3 separate regions of the Mus musculus genome follow, and regions 2 and 3 are each linked to region 1. A link is a contact called in public promoter capture Hi-C data. All regions are on one chromosome and are shown on one strand. The core of a region is the stretch at or near the end of the contact, and the rest is flanking DNA. Distances in the headings are between cores, read along the strand shown.

The links. Promoter capture Hi-C pulls out the DNA fragments that hold promoters and counts their contacts. Capture Hi-C pulls out chosen DNA fragments and counts their contacts.
Region 2: a promoter capture Hi-C map of liver shows a contact between it and region 1, with 2.5 times the contacts expected there. The contact joins the promoter of Tnfrsf13c here to the promoter of Cyp2d26 in region 1. A contact is called at or near these places in 2 of 39 promoter capture datasets (both in liver).
Region 3: a contact with region 1 is called in a promoter capture Hi-C map of adipose tissue, with 2.6 times the contacts expected there. The contact joins the promoter of Arfgap3 here to the promoter of Cyp2d26 in region 1. A contact is called at or near these places in 3 of 39 promoter capture datasets (liver, maxillary cranial neural crest and neural stem cells), 1 of 115 datasets of contacts at active chromatin or transcription factors (intestinal villus epithelium) and 2 of 9 other capture datasets (adipose tissue and embryonic stem cells).

Annotation. Positions count from the first base shown.
Region 1 is chr15:82,792,303-82,796,962 of GRCm38.p6, forward strand. Cyp2d26 (cytochrome P450, family 2, subfamily d, polypeptide 26) reads right to left here and starts at 1,943. Exons shown (of 9, transcript NM_029562.2): 1 at 1,683-1,943; 2 at 824-995; 3 at 406-558; 4 at 167-327. The coding sequence starts at 1,871.
Region 2 is chr15:82,222,137-82,226,796 of GRCm38.p6, forward strand. Tnfrsf13c (tumor necrosis factor receptor superfamily, member 13c) reads right to left here and starts at 2,244. Exons shown (of 3, transcript NM_028075.3): 1 at 2,032-2,244; 2 at 1,583-1,786; 3 at 1-1,140. The coding sequence starts at 2,176. The coding sequence ends at 962.
Region 3 is chr15:83,348,341-83,353,000 of GRCm38.p6, forward strand. Arfgap3 (ADP-ribosylation factor GTPase activating protein 3) reads right to left here and starts at 1,907. Exons shown (of 16, transcript NM_001357756.1): 1 at 1,741-1,907. The coding sequence starts at 1,809.

The DNA.
Region 1 (4,660 bases), core at 693-3,192:
TAACCTTGGTCTGCTCCTCCCCTCCACTTATCTGAGGTTTGTCAACACCCAAGCCTTTCTCCCTGCACTTGGCCATCACACCAGGCCCACCCACCCTGAATTCATACTTACTCTGATAGAATTTATAGCATAGAAGTGGCCAGGCCCACTGCCCCGAGCCACATACCTCTCCGACGAAGCCAGTGTCTTCTCCTAAGCTTTCCTTCAATGTTTTGAGCATCCTGTTGAAGAAAGGGTCTTCATACTCAAATCGACGAGCATAAATGAGGGAGGCGATCACGTTGCTCACAGCTTTACTTAGGAGGGGGCTGGGATTGAAGGGATGTTCTAGGATTGGAGATGCAAGCAAGTCATGATAGTGCTCTTCAGTCCCTGCTCACACTCTCCATCTCTAACATCACCCACCGGCCTCCTTGGTGAAAGCATCGCAGAGGTGGCCAGCCTCCTCTGTCACCCACTGCTCCAGTGATTTCTTGCCCAGGCCGAAGTCACGCAGGGTAGACACAGAAAATCGCCGCTGCTCTCGCCACTCGGGCCCGTAAGGTGCAAGGATCACACCTGCAGACATATCTGTGTGTAACTGAGGGCACCTAGCTATGTGGTCTCTTCTGTTCCCAACATTTCTCTGTGGTCAGTCTTAGCAGTCAGTGCCCAGCACTTTTCTAGCACATATTGGCACCTTGCATTCCTTAGGCTCCACCCTCCACCCCAGTGTTTTTCCCTTGCCTTGCCGGACCACATCATCTCCATTAGGTCTGTCTATCTTCTGCTCACCCCTCTCAAGCCCTACTCTCCCTGCCTTGCCCCCACTATAGAGCTTTGCCTTTTGATTTGTGCCCATAGCCTATGTGATTATAGATGGGCATTAGGGGGCGGTCAGAAGTGTCCTCTCCATAGGTCACCAGCAGTTCCCGCACTGCCTTCAGTCCGTTGACCACAACCACGGGCTTCCAGGCCATCTGTAGGCTGAACACATTGCCATAGCGGTTTTGAAGCTGAAATAGGACAGAGCACATAGGAAGTAGAGGTTTCCAGCAGAGTGGAAGATCAATACTCTTCATACAAGTCTCTGCTTCTCTCTCTCTCTCTCTCTCTCTCTCTCTCTCTCTCTCTCTCTCTCTCTCTGTGTGTGTGTGTGTGTGTGTGTGTGTGTGTGTGTGTGTGTGTCTGTGTCTGTGTCTGTGTCTGTGTCTGTGTCTGTGTCTGTGTCTGTGTCTGTGTCTGTGTCTGTACATACACATATATAGAACTTATTGAACCTTGTTCCTGACATATGCTGGGCAAATGCTCTATCACAGGCCTACATCCCTAGCCTATGGTTGGGGCACCTTGTTGCTTGGCAACCATATCTTCTCAATTTAACAAAGACCTCACAGCAAATATTATCATTCAGCTGTGACTCAGCCTGAACAAGATCCTTGGGTCCCTTCATACTCCACCATACAAGAAAAAATTCAGGTTCCTAAGATAGGCAGCGAGGCCTGAGACCACACAACAGGAAGAGACTATTACACACACACACACACACACACACACACACACACACACACTCCACTTTGTTTTCCCAACAACTCTTTTTTTCTCTTGGGGGCCATCTTCCTGTCTTTCCAGTGGCTTCAACACCTCCACGTGCTGCCTGGGTCACTCTGACTTCTTCTGTCCTCCACCACCACCTCTCTCACCTTGTAAAAGCTGTATGGTATGTTCTCGAAGTCCACCTGCAGCAGGTTTCCCAGCCCAGGGAATGGCACAGGGCCTGGTGGGTAGCAGGCAGTCCAGCGCTGGCGCCGGTGCACCAGGTCCACCAGAAGCAGGAAGATGGCTGTGAATATGACCACAGCCCATAAGTCATCTCCAACCAGCAGCCCCATGGCTGCCCTACTGCTTCCAGGCTTTTGAAGGAATACTCGTTCCAGAAACTTAGAATCAGGAAAGATCCTCTTATGATGGACTGGGAACCTGGTCCCTTATAAAGAGGGAGGAGGGGAAGGCTGCACTTTGTTCTCTGCCTTGAGCCAAGTAGCTGTGTTAATTAATGTTCAAACAGAGCCTATATGGGGGAAGGGGGTGTCAGAAAAATCAAGGGAAAGTCAACATCAGAGGTTCCTGCCCTTTCTTCTTTCCTGTGGTGCTTATCCAGGGGAGTGGCACTGATAGCTCCACAGAGAATTGCATAGTGGTTATATTGGGTTGGACACTGTAAGCACAGCGGGCACGTAGCCATGGACCCTGCCTCAGGGTGCAACGGTCATAGACTAATTTGCCACATGACCAGAGATCCGAGGGGACCGAAGACATTGTCTCAGAATGGAACAAGGCCTTTTGGAGGCTTCAGGGAACACTTGGCTAGTAGGATATGAGGTCTGACTGACACTATCAGTGGGCACTATCACTATGCAGCAATGGCCACTGAAGTGGCTTATGTGGCTAGCAGATGAGGGTGAGGGAGAGGCAGTGTAAGGAAGGAGGCTCCAGCCTGTGGAGCCTTGAGCACAGGTAGGAGGTCATTCAACTCTCAAGGAAGGCCAAATTCAAAACCTGGGGACTTCTTAGCTCTCACCCGAGAAAGCTGAAAGGCTGTCACCAACTGTCAATAGAATTCTGGGGAGGCCAGCTAGATGTCCATGTAGTTGTCACATGGGGACCACTATCTAATTTTATTCACTCTTGGCTTTTTGTTAGGTCAAGCCCTGTGCTAACAATCATCTTAAGAGGGATGGAGAGATGTCTTCCTCGTGTTACATGGGCGGTGTTTTTGAGATATTTGTGAATACTGCCAAACATGGGGGGATGGGGGGTAAGACCATCCTGGAGGCTCAAGGAGCACATTATTGTTAGGACACAAGTAACTTGCAGGTACTGCAAGACACAGCACCCGGCTATGACAGCAAGTGCCACTGTCTGGTTTTTGTGATGAGAGGCAGTGGGAAGAAGGGGGCTGCAGCTCCTGGAGTCTTGTGTTCAGCTTTGAGGTTACTTACTGGGTTGATTGGAGAGGCCAGACTCAGAACCTGGAAGCATCTTAGGTCAGATCTGAGAAAGCTGAGAAACTGTCAACAGTTGTTGAGAGTCCCAGAGGCCTGTAGGTTGGACCAAGTACTTATCACATGGTGGCCTCTGTCTCTTTTTCACCCTTGGTTTCTTGGTGGGTCAGTTGTTCCCCTGACAGTCTTCTACATGGATATAGGTAAAGCAGACCTTGTGCCAGAGGTCTGTGGGCTGGGTGGGGTAAAGGGTCCCTCCCCACACCCACACCCACACCCGTCTCGATGCATGTTCCTGCCTATTCCTTTTGGCCCTGCCCAGCTGAGTTATGGTACGGTAAGTCAGGAGCCAACACAGGTCATGGGTGGGAGATGGGAGGCAACTGAGACGCAGTTACTGAGAAGCTGAGGCAGGTAGGTTTCTTCTGGGATGACTGTGACTCTTGAGTGTCACCTTTGGAAAGCTTAGTTGGGGCAAAGCTTGGCCAGAGGTTGGCTAGTGTTGGTTACCCTTTCATTCCCGGATGCTTACTGTACCCCTCATGGTGTGAGGCACAGCAGGACTGTGGTCCATTAGCATAGGCTGTTACCTATGAAATCTCAAACCACAGAAACAATGCTTGAGATGATGCATGTAAAGAAATGTAAAATATTGAGAATATCCTGGATATTTTCTTTATTCCTAAAGTGCACACAAAGGGGACTGCTGAGCAGGATCATGACACTGACCAACCTCCATTTCCACCTCCCACACTGAAAAAGTATTTGCAGTCGGCAAAACTGTTCTGAGACCTAGATAAGGGCCTGTGACTTTTAGTCACAAAGAACATAGTCCAAGGGGTTGGGGTGCAGGGCAATGCCTGGCAATCACTGAATCAGGTTCCCCTGTGGCACTGTTTACTTGTGAGTGGGGCAGGGTCATCAGCCTCATGAAAATCTGAACTCAAGTGAAACATGACAGTTGGCACAGTGGAGGCTCTTGGTTCTGAGTATAGACGTGTGAGCATGTCTCACCTGAGACAGTAGATCCCAGGTAGGAAGAAAGAGCATGATCTTTGATCATAGATGATATAATTGTGCACGAAGGAAAACAGGAAAGGTTTCACAATACTATCTGAGAACATCAAACAATTTCAGCAAAGGCAAAAAGTCCACACACACACACAAACACTTGTTCTTTCCTAATCTAACAATGAATATGCTATACGAAATAACAATGAATAAAAATTTAAAGACAATAGAATGACAAGCAGTATTACACATAAACTAGCATTAAAAAAAAAAGTAAGTATGTTAGGGCTGGGCAGTGACTCTCACAGTATGGCACTTGCTGAGGACATGAGGTCATCTCCTAGCATCTAGATACTCCAAACACTCCCACAATTCCAGTGCTAGGGAGGCAGCAAAGGGAGGATGCTCAGAGCTGCTGGTGACTCAGGAGTGGGCTCCAAGTTCAGTAAGGTGGAGAGGGACTTAAGACGTTCAACTTTGACTCTGGCTTCAACACAGAAATGAGGATGTGCACACATGAGCATTCGTTTCCCTATGAAGAGTTGCACACACACACACAAAATGAATAACCTACAAAATCATCATTAGTGACTGAAAAATATGTAAATGGAATGCATCGAATAAGTAAAAACATTTTTTGTTTTGTTTTTGATTTTTGAGACAGG
Region 2 (4,660 bases), core at 994-3,493, 570 kb before region 1:
TCAAAATTTAAAAGTTTTTTTTTTGGGGGGGGGAGTATTATTTTGAGACTTGGTCTCACCATTTAGCTCTGGTTAGCCTGGAACTTGCTATGTAGACCAGGATGGCCTCCAACTCAGTTACCTGCCTGCCTTTGCTTCCCCAATGTTGGGATTAAAGGTGTGTACCACCATGCCCATCTTATATTTTATCATTTGTAAAAGAGTGTGTGTGTGTGTATGTCTGTGTGTGTGTGTGTGTGTGTGTGTAGGATGTGCACGTGAATACAGATGCCCATGAAGTCCAGAGGCATCAGGTCCCCTGAAGCAAAAGTTATGCTCAGTAATGAGCCACCCGCAGTGCATTCTGGGAATCAAACTCTCATCCTCTGGAATCACAGTAAGCGCTGTTGACCATGAATTTCTCCAGCCGCTAATTTTGACATTTTTAAGTGTGCATGCATGCATATGTGTGTGTGTGTGTGTGTGTGTGTGTGTGTGTGTGTGTGTGTGCTCTAGAGCAAATGAGTGCTGGTGCCTTTGGAGGCAAGGATGTTCCAGGGGCTGGAGTGACAGGTGGTCTTAAGCTGCCAGATCTGAGTTCCGGGAAGCTGAACAACTGGAGTCCTCGGCTAGAACAGCACACAAACCGAACTGCTGAGCCATACCTCCAGCCCAGTAATCCAAAATTTTTAGAACGAGATTAAGTTTCCAGTCTCCGACTCACTACAGAGATTAAATATGCAACCCTCAAGTCTATCCAACCATCTGAAGGCACACAGGCTTAAAAACCATCTCAGAAATGGAACGTTCTCAAGTCAAGAGCTAACACAAAAGCAATCTCATGTGGCCTGTAGTGTCTGGTTCTGCCGGGTTCGCCCCCCAGGCAAAGGACTCCGTCACTGAAGGGCCAAGTTCTTTCCCAAGCTGTTGGGTGAAGTCCACAAGCCCAGTAGAGATCCCTGGGTTCCAGCCTCCACTGCTGCTATTGCTCTGGGCCAGCTGTCTTGGTGGTCACCAGCTCGGTGGAGCCCAGTTCTGTGGCGGGCACCGGGACGCTGTGGCGTGGCAGGGCGCTGTCTGCATCTTCTTTGAGCGGAGGCCAGGTAGGAGCTGAGGCATGAGGGGTTTCTGAGGAGGGTACAAAGACATTTTCCAGGGACTCTGGGGTGGGAGAGGGAGCAGGTAAGATAAGGCAGGAAGGACGGAATCACAGCCCCCCCCCCCCACGCCCGTTCTAGAAGCCTCCTCTGGGACGGCCCTAGGAGGAGGACGGGGAACAGCACGTGACAGGTCTTCAACACAGGAAGTGCTGAGTTCAGAGACTTGATAAGATGAGGTGAGGGAGAGGGGTGTCTGGTCAGCCCACAGGGCATAACCTAGCATCAGGCCCTTGGGCTCCCAAATGTCAGGGCAGACACCTCCGTCCCAAACATCTCTTTTTGGCCTCTGGGTCTTCTTGCTTGGATTAAGGCTTGGGCTGTACTGTCCTCCCTGCTTTATGACAGCATCAGAGTCAACTCCAGGTCTCCCTCAGTCCTGTGTCGTCCCCCCCCCAACCCCCCCAACCCCCCCCCCAACCTCCCCTAGCCCCGGCAGTTCTCACCTTGCTGGACTCCTTCTGAAGTGTCTGGGGAGGCCGTCCTGAGCTGTTGACGCCACCTCCAGCTCACCAGACTCACTAGACCCACCAGGGTCAGCGCCAGTATCAGTCCCAGGAGTGCGGGGGCACCGACGAGCAGCGCCACGTCGGGTCTCAGCGCGGAGCCCTCCTGAGGCTGCAGAGCTGTCCCAGGCTCCAGGCTGCTTGCTGTTGGCAGAGCGGATAAGGGGATGTGGGGATGAGGGGGATAAAGGGATGGGGGAGGGGGAGACGGAGAGGGACGGGGGAGGGGGAGGGGGAGGAGGAGGGAAAGAGAGATGGGGAGGGGGGAGGGAGAGACTAACAGTGAGGGATGTGGGAGACCATTGGCTCCAGGGTCAGCAGAGGAGCATGCGGCGCTGGTAGGCTGGATACCTCAGGCAGGTCGCGCCTATCCCCATGCCTTTGCTTACTATGTCCAGTGTCCGGCGTGTGGAAGAGCTCACAGGACACGCAGTTTCTCACCAGAGGGTCGAAGCACTCGGTCTGATTGCACTGGGTGGGCACCGAGCTGTCCCGGCTCCTCTGGCTTCGGACCCGGAGTCTCCTGGCGCCCATGTCGCCGCCTCATGCAGCTGGGACAGTTCCGAGTCTGGGCTGTGTGCCCTGTAGTCTAGAATGAAACCGCGACGCAGCATCCTCCGCCCCGCCCTTGCCTGCTGGGGTGGGACCACTGGGGTGGAGCTGCGACCTCGCCTGGAACCCCAGACCTCTTTCACCTGTGGTTCCTGCATTAAACCACTCAACTGTCACCGCAGACGACAGACAGCTGAGCATCATCTGCGCTGGGGGTCACACTGGAGCCTGCTCTTGGACAGCAGAGGGACCCTGTAGCCGCCTACCTTTTCCAGCCCCCTGCTGCTGTGCCTCACCAAGACCAATTGTTTCCACTAACCATCTGCCTCCAAGTCCCTCCTGCTTCCTGCTCTGCCCTTCCCAGGGTTGAGACATCAGATCATCTTGAGTGGCCCATGGGAATGCCCACAGGGGTGCTGGAGGGACACCGATAAATAAAAGACTTCCTAATCTCACTGCCCTCTCTAATCTTCCATATCCATGCCCTCTGCCCTGCCCTACCTCCTGGGCAGAGTCCCCTTTGAGAGTAATGGGGACAGATTGCCAGTCATCCTGGACTCCACGGGAGTGGGTAGGCACGGGGTCTGGCCTGAGGTCCACCAGTGCCAGTCAGCACCAACCATAACAGGAAGGTTCGATTGAGAAAATGACATGGTGTTGGTAGAGAGGTAAAGACTAGTGGCCAGTGTAGGGTAGAACGTGAGCAAAAGCCCGGTGCCTTAAATGGGGAGGCTAAGTTGTGCTCAGACCTGTGGGGCAGGCTGGACCAGCAGAAAACTTGGACTCTGGTCGCAGGGTGCTGGAGAGCCACACTAGCTTTCAGCAAGCAGAGCCCTGGGAAGACCTGAGGATTAGCAAGGGACCTCCCTGTCCCTGCAGGTCCTTTCTTAGATCATAAGCTTGTTCACATCTGTGCCTGTTGTATCAGGCTCTGCCCCCCCCCCCCCAAACCTCCATGTTCTCTCCCACTTGTCTCTCTCATCAGCGTCTCTCAGACCCAGCCCCAGTCACAGTCACACAAACAAGCTCTCTGGGGGTCTTGGGATATGTGCAGCCCCCTCCCCAGGGGTCATGGCCTGGGAAATGCCAGAGGGAGCTGCCAGCTAGGAGCTGGGGCCTGGAGTTCCCTGGTGGGCCTCAAGGTGGGCCATATAGACCTCTGAGCCCTCAGGGCTAGGGGCTTAGAGATATCTTTAGCAGCTGCAAGGGGCAGGGAAACATGCCCTCCAGGCCACACATACTGGAAACCAACCAACGTGGCCACTGCTTGAGGAGTGCTGAGAGAAAGGTGAGAGCGGCGTTGCTAGGGATAGATGGATGGGGTCCAGCTGGAGTGGAGGCCTGGTGGTGAGGAGACCTCTTGTGTTTTGAGTGTGTGTCTCTCTCTGCCTTGTGCTTTAGTGGGATGTCAGATGGAGACTGGATGGAGAGGCAAGGAGGCTGGTGCTTTAGTCCAGTTCTGGGGATGATGCAGGACTGACCACGGAGTGAGGGGATCAAAGTTGTTAAGAGGAGATGGAGACGCTGAGTGAGGACCACCACAGAAATGGGCTTCTAGGGGTTCTGGCCCATTGCCTGTCCACCCCCTTGCCTATGGACCAGCAACTCCACAGCAGGAAGGTGTAGGCGTCAGCGTAGCTGCAAAGGAGAAGTGGGTCTGGGAGGGTGGGTGTGGGTGTGAGTGTGGGTGTATGGGGATGTGGGGGGAGGGAAAGGGTATGGAGAGGAGCCAGGGCAGGGACAGCCCTTCTCATAGGACAGAGGCATGAAGGTAAAGACCAGACACTTTGCAGCAACCTTCTGCCCTCACCCACCTCTATCACTACTGGGCCGCTGTTACTTATCACTGTTAGGGCCATGGAGCCTTGCTTATGTGCCAGGCATCCTAGCTTTGGTGTCCGACACTGGAGCTGAGCAGACTGAGGCTTACAGGAATTCAGGGCTAGGATAATGCACATGGACCACACCAAAGAAGCCAGCCTGCAAGCAGGACTTACTTTCCTACAGGATGAAGATCATTGGCTGCTCCAGCTCCTGCAGCAGACAGGGCTCATCTCGGGGCATCAAGCAAGAGGGCTGGAACTCCCAGTCACAATTACAAAGCCCTTCACCTCAGCCAGAGAGGGAGTTTTGACATCTGGAAGGACAGAAGCAAAATTAGTCACTTGACACAAATATTTGTCTGTCAGGCATTTCCTAGGGGTCCCATTGAGACAGGTGCCAGACTAAGCCGGGGGTGGGGGTGGGGTGGGGTGTGTGCGTGTGTGTGTGTGTGTGTGTGTGTGTGTGTGTGTGTGGGGACAGGACAGCAAAAGGCCTGTGGGATTCATGTCTGTGGTGTGTCCAGGTGCCTGACCTCAGCTAGGTATTTTCACTTGAACCTCTGTCTGCAGTGGGGGTGGGGCAGAGGTTGTGGTGGTCCTTGAATCTCTGCTTGGATGGTTTCCTCTCATGGTTAAGAAGAGA
Region 3 (4,660 bases), core at 657-3,156, 560 kb after region 1:
TTTTAATACACAAGCAAGCCCACGTGGGCTCCTTAAAAGTGTCTGCTGGTATTGATGACAGGGACTTCTGATGTAAAAGGAGTGTCTTCCTTTTTTTTGTTGTTGCTTCTTGCTTTTTTGTTTTGTTATTTAGCAGTGGCCTTTTTGATACATTCGAAGGGAATACACACTGGCGTGCAACTCAGAGAAAGTGGCAGCATACGCACTTTCCCAGCCTGCCAGCTGGAGATCCAACCTTGTGTGGTAAGAAGCAAGTCCTTGCTACACACAGATCAATCTAAATCTGAAAAAAATAAACAAAAAACAAGAAACCAGCAAGTGACAGACACTGGACAATGCAGTGGCTGGAAGCCAGCTCTTCTTCCTTATACCCACCTGACATTATCACCCCCATTTAACCATTTCCTTCATCATAAGGCTATAAAAACCTAGGGCTCCCTTCCACCATCAAGACATTAAAAAAAAAAAAAGCCTGAATTTTGTGACATGTTGGAACTTTCTATGCCAGCCATGCAGGACTCTGTAATCACGGCTGTGCCCATTAACAGATGGTTCCTCAGAGGTGAAGGTGGCAACCAGATGGAACTTGGAGAGGGGTGGGGAGAGTCCACAGTGACACGACAGCCCTTTGCACTCCTCGGGTTCCACCCTACTCCGTCATCCTAAGGAAGTAGACACCTTAACCCTGTGTATCAAAACAACACTGCCAGCCACATGCTAAAAGTTATGAGGCCCAGTGGTTGGGGGTGGGGTCTGTGTGTGTGTGTGTGTGGGGGGGGTCACATAAGGGGAAGAAAAAAATTGTAGGGACAGACCTCAACCTACAGAGGGATGAACGTGAGTTTTAGTGAGCTTCCTCAGGAACCCAGAGAGCTGGCAACCAGGGAAGAGAACCTTAGCTCTACTGGACTGGGAAACAGGCTGCCACCGAAGGACAATGGTGACAAAAATCCAACAGGTCCCCAGCCCTGAAGAACACTCAAGACAAGGTCCATGGTGGGGGGAGAAGCCCTTCTTTCCCAGAACTTAGCACCACTTAGAGTTCTGACCCCTGGGTCTAGGTGGCTGGGATTTTTACCTTTGTTCACAGAGGCCAGAAGGAGTGAACTCTGCCTCACCAGCCTTCTCAGAGCCCAGCTACACACTTCCAACATCTGTTTCCTCCACCCTACCATGTCTGTGCTTCTGGGTCAAGGTGCTCTGTTCTCCAGACCCCTAGACACCCCTAGATGCTATGAACTAGCCTTCTCTCTAAGCCCCCAGGTAGTCTGGCGTCTGGGTAACCTGGACACTCCTAGAGGTCCATACCCCAGTCCTCTCTCTGCCATGAAATGCACTGGTCTCCTGTTCCAGATGTCCATGCCCCAGTCTTCTGTCTATCCCCAGGTGTTCTGGCCTCTGGTGGCGGACACCCCAACTGTCCATGTCCCAGCCCCCCCTGTGACCCCAGACGCTCTGCCCTAGGATGCTAGACATCCCAGATGTCCATGCCCCAGTCCTGTGACCCCAGGCTCTCTGCCTTTTAGTCCTGGACATCCTCCGGATGCCCATGTCCCTGTGCCCCAGGCGCTAAGCCCCTGGTGGGCGCCCCCTTTTCCTCCCCTTGCTGACGAAGGTTGGGGAGCGGCGGCTGCCAGGCCCACAGTGCGACGTGTCACAGGCCGGGCGGCTCCTCCCACGGCCGCGGCCACACCGGGGTCCGGCGGGCCGCGGGGTCCCAAGCCCGCCTGCGGCCGTTACCTTGTTAGTGGGCACCGAGCGCAGGCGCTTGAAGATGGCCAGGATGTCCTGCTTGCTGGGGTCCCCCATAGTCACTGAGAACTGAGGTGAAGCAGTCCCCGACAACCGGGAAGAGACAAGGAGTAGCGGTTGCCGCCTCCCGGAGACCGAGGGGCGGGGCTGCGCGTGACGACAAGCCCCGCCCCTGCCGCGCCCAGGCTCCGCCCACAAGCGGGCGCACGCGCCGTTCTCCTTCACTCGGTGAGGTCCCTCGGCGCCACTGGTTTCTCCGGGTTCCAATTTCGAAGTCGGGCGCGGCAGGCGCATGCGCGGACGCTCGGACAACTCCCACCCCTCCGCAAACCTTCCCCAGATCTCAGCGTTAGTTAGGGTCCTGCAGTGTGGGATAGGAACCCCAGGCTTTGCGCAGGGAGCATCGGGCTTACCCACCGGACTCACCAGCATACCGTTGCCGGCCCGTGGCCAGTCTCACACCTATCCCTCAGGATGGGAGAGCCAGCAGGTCTCATCCTCATGGATCCTGCATAGTAGTAGTGTGTGTTTGTACTCTTTCTCAGCTAAAGTCAAGCCCTGAGTGATAACCTACAGGAAACTGCTGTCCCATTTTTCTCTCTCCCATCTGGGAAACCCAGGCTGGCCTAGAGCACACTGTGTAGTCCAAGGCTGGACTTGAACTGGAGATATTCCTGTTTTAGCGTCTTGCTGCTCAGATTACAGGTCTGCACCAAGCCATACTGGCTTGATAATCTTGTAATTATAAAGTCTGTTCTGTTCACGGAGAGAGAGTGCTTGCCTGTAGGCAACAAGTTCTATCAGGGTCAGAACTGAGAAGTCTAGAAAGACCAGAAACAAGTCTGTGTTTAGTGCTTGGGGCTCCAGTTAAACCTTGGATAATATTAGTAGCTGGAAGGTTTGAGCTTGGGAGCAGGTGCCTCTTTTACAGCGGTCAGGGTGGAGCAGCTGGCAAACATGACCTTAGGTAGAGCATAATAGAAGAAAAACAGGTTTTGGTATCAAGTGCTAAGCCCCAGCTTCTGTCCCAGTTCAACTGGTTGCTTCCCAGCAGGGCTGCTGTAGGCACTTCCTAGCATTCACCTGTATGAAGGAGTTGGAGATGAAATATGTTGACCAGAGCAGCACTGCAGCTTCAGGGATGTTCTGAAAACGGTCTTGGTGTCAAGTTGGGACCTCATATAGGCTGTACAAGGACAGGAACTGGCACAAGACACACAAAGTTCTCAGCAGAGTGACAAAAGGGCAGGGAATAAGAGACAAAGACAGGAGATAGAGCAAGAGGAAGAAGTGAAAAGGAGGGAGAGGGGGACGGGTTATTTGCTCCAGAGGGACAAAGGACTGCTTCTGGATAGAGAAGAGACAGCCTTGGCGTATTGGCAAATGGCAGTTCATAAAGGTAAAAGAAGAAACCCCTTTAGGATAAGTTTATTTTATGGGGCATGCTAATTAGGTGAACCAAGGTAGGGGGTGGATTTTGATAGCTGGACCTTAGTATGTTAGCCTCAGGAAGTGGACAAATAGCGTAACAAACCTTGGTGGCTAGCTTTAGGAATGTAATCTAACGGTTCTTAGCAAGGAGAAAAAAAGAGGAAAGGCAAGGCCCGCCAGTGCCATGTTTGCCATCTCAGGCCTGGTAGATGCCTCAGGCTGTGTATTCATCAACCCAGAGCTGGGCCTTTTCCAAGGTTAGGAAATGTGCAGTCTTTAGGAACAGCATGTTGCTGCTGCAGACAACCCTCACCATTTGAATGATCTTCCTATCTTCGTTCAAAAAAAAATATATATATATATATGGATAGTTCATAGGAGTTAGGAAAACAGCTATACTGGTATAGTGATGTAACCTTTCTAATCTCTGGATTTGGGAAGTAGAAGCAGGAGGCTCAGGAATTCAAGGTCATCTTTGGTTACATAGTGAATTTAAGGCAGGCCTGAAGTACATAAGACCCTAGATAATTTTTTTTAAGGAAACCCTGACCCCCACCCTGTCTGCTGTTTAGGCTGGGATTGAAATGTGATGGATCCAAGGAAGTATCAGGATCAGAAACTAAAGCACCAGGCCACTTTGCCAGCTGTACACACGGTGCTGTTGAAGGGTCTCCATCTGTGACTCGGCCAGCCTCACTGAATGTTTAGGTTGTAGCTCTGATACCCTCCAACCCTTATCTGTCGGCTTTGCAAGTTTCATGGGGAAAATGCCTTAAAAGGCACTTTCACATTCACTTTGACTTGAAAAGGAAAAAGGATCATATCTGATGCATATGCCACAAACCTCATACATATTTATAAAATGCTTAAAAAACTCCAATGGAAGCCATTGTGCCTATACCCACAGCAGCACAGCCCACTTCAGTCTGTCTGGAGAGCTTGCTTTGACTACGTTGCTCAGTAAACTTCTGCTGAAATTGTTTCCTTCAGTTGAATTCTTCCCAGAACTGAACAGAGGGCTGAAGAGAGGACTCAGGTTAAACTCTCAGCAGCTCACAACTGTCTAAGTCCAGCACCAGAGGATATAACACCCTCACACAGACATATACATACATGCAGGCAAAACACCAAGGCACATGAAATAAAAAAATTTTTTTAAAGAAAAAAATGTTATTAAAAAATGAGCAGAAAGCTCCAGTTGGTAAATTTCATCCAATTAAGACTAATCCCAGCTTTGGCAGTAGAGAGATGACTCAGTGGTATTGCTCTCACAAAGGACTGGAGTTCAGTTCACAGCACCCCAGAAGACTCTAGCTTTAGGGGATCCAACACCCTTTTCTGGACTCCTGAGACACTTTCACTGGTACACAAATACATGTGCATGCATGCATGCACGCACACACACACACACACACACACACACACACACACACACGCACACACACAAATTTTAAACTTAAAAAAAAAAAAACAAAAA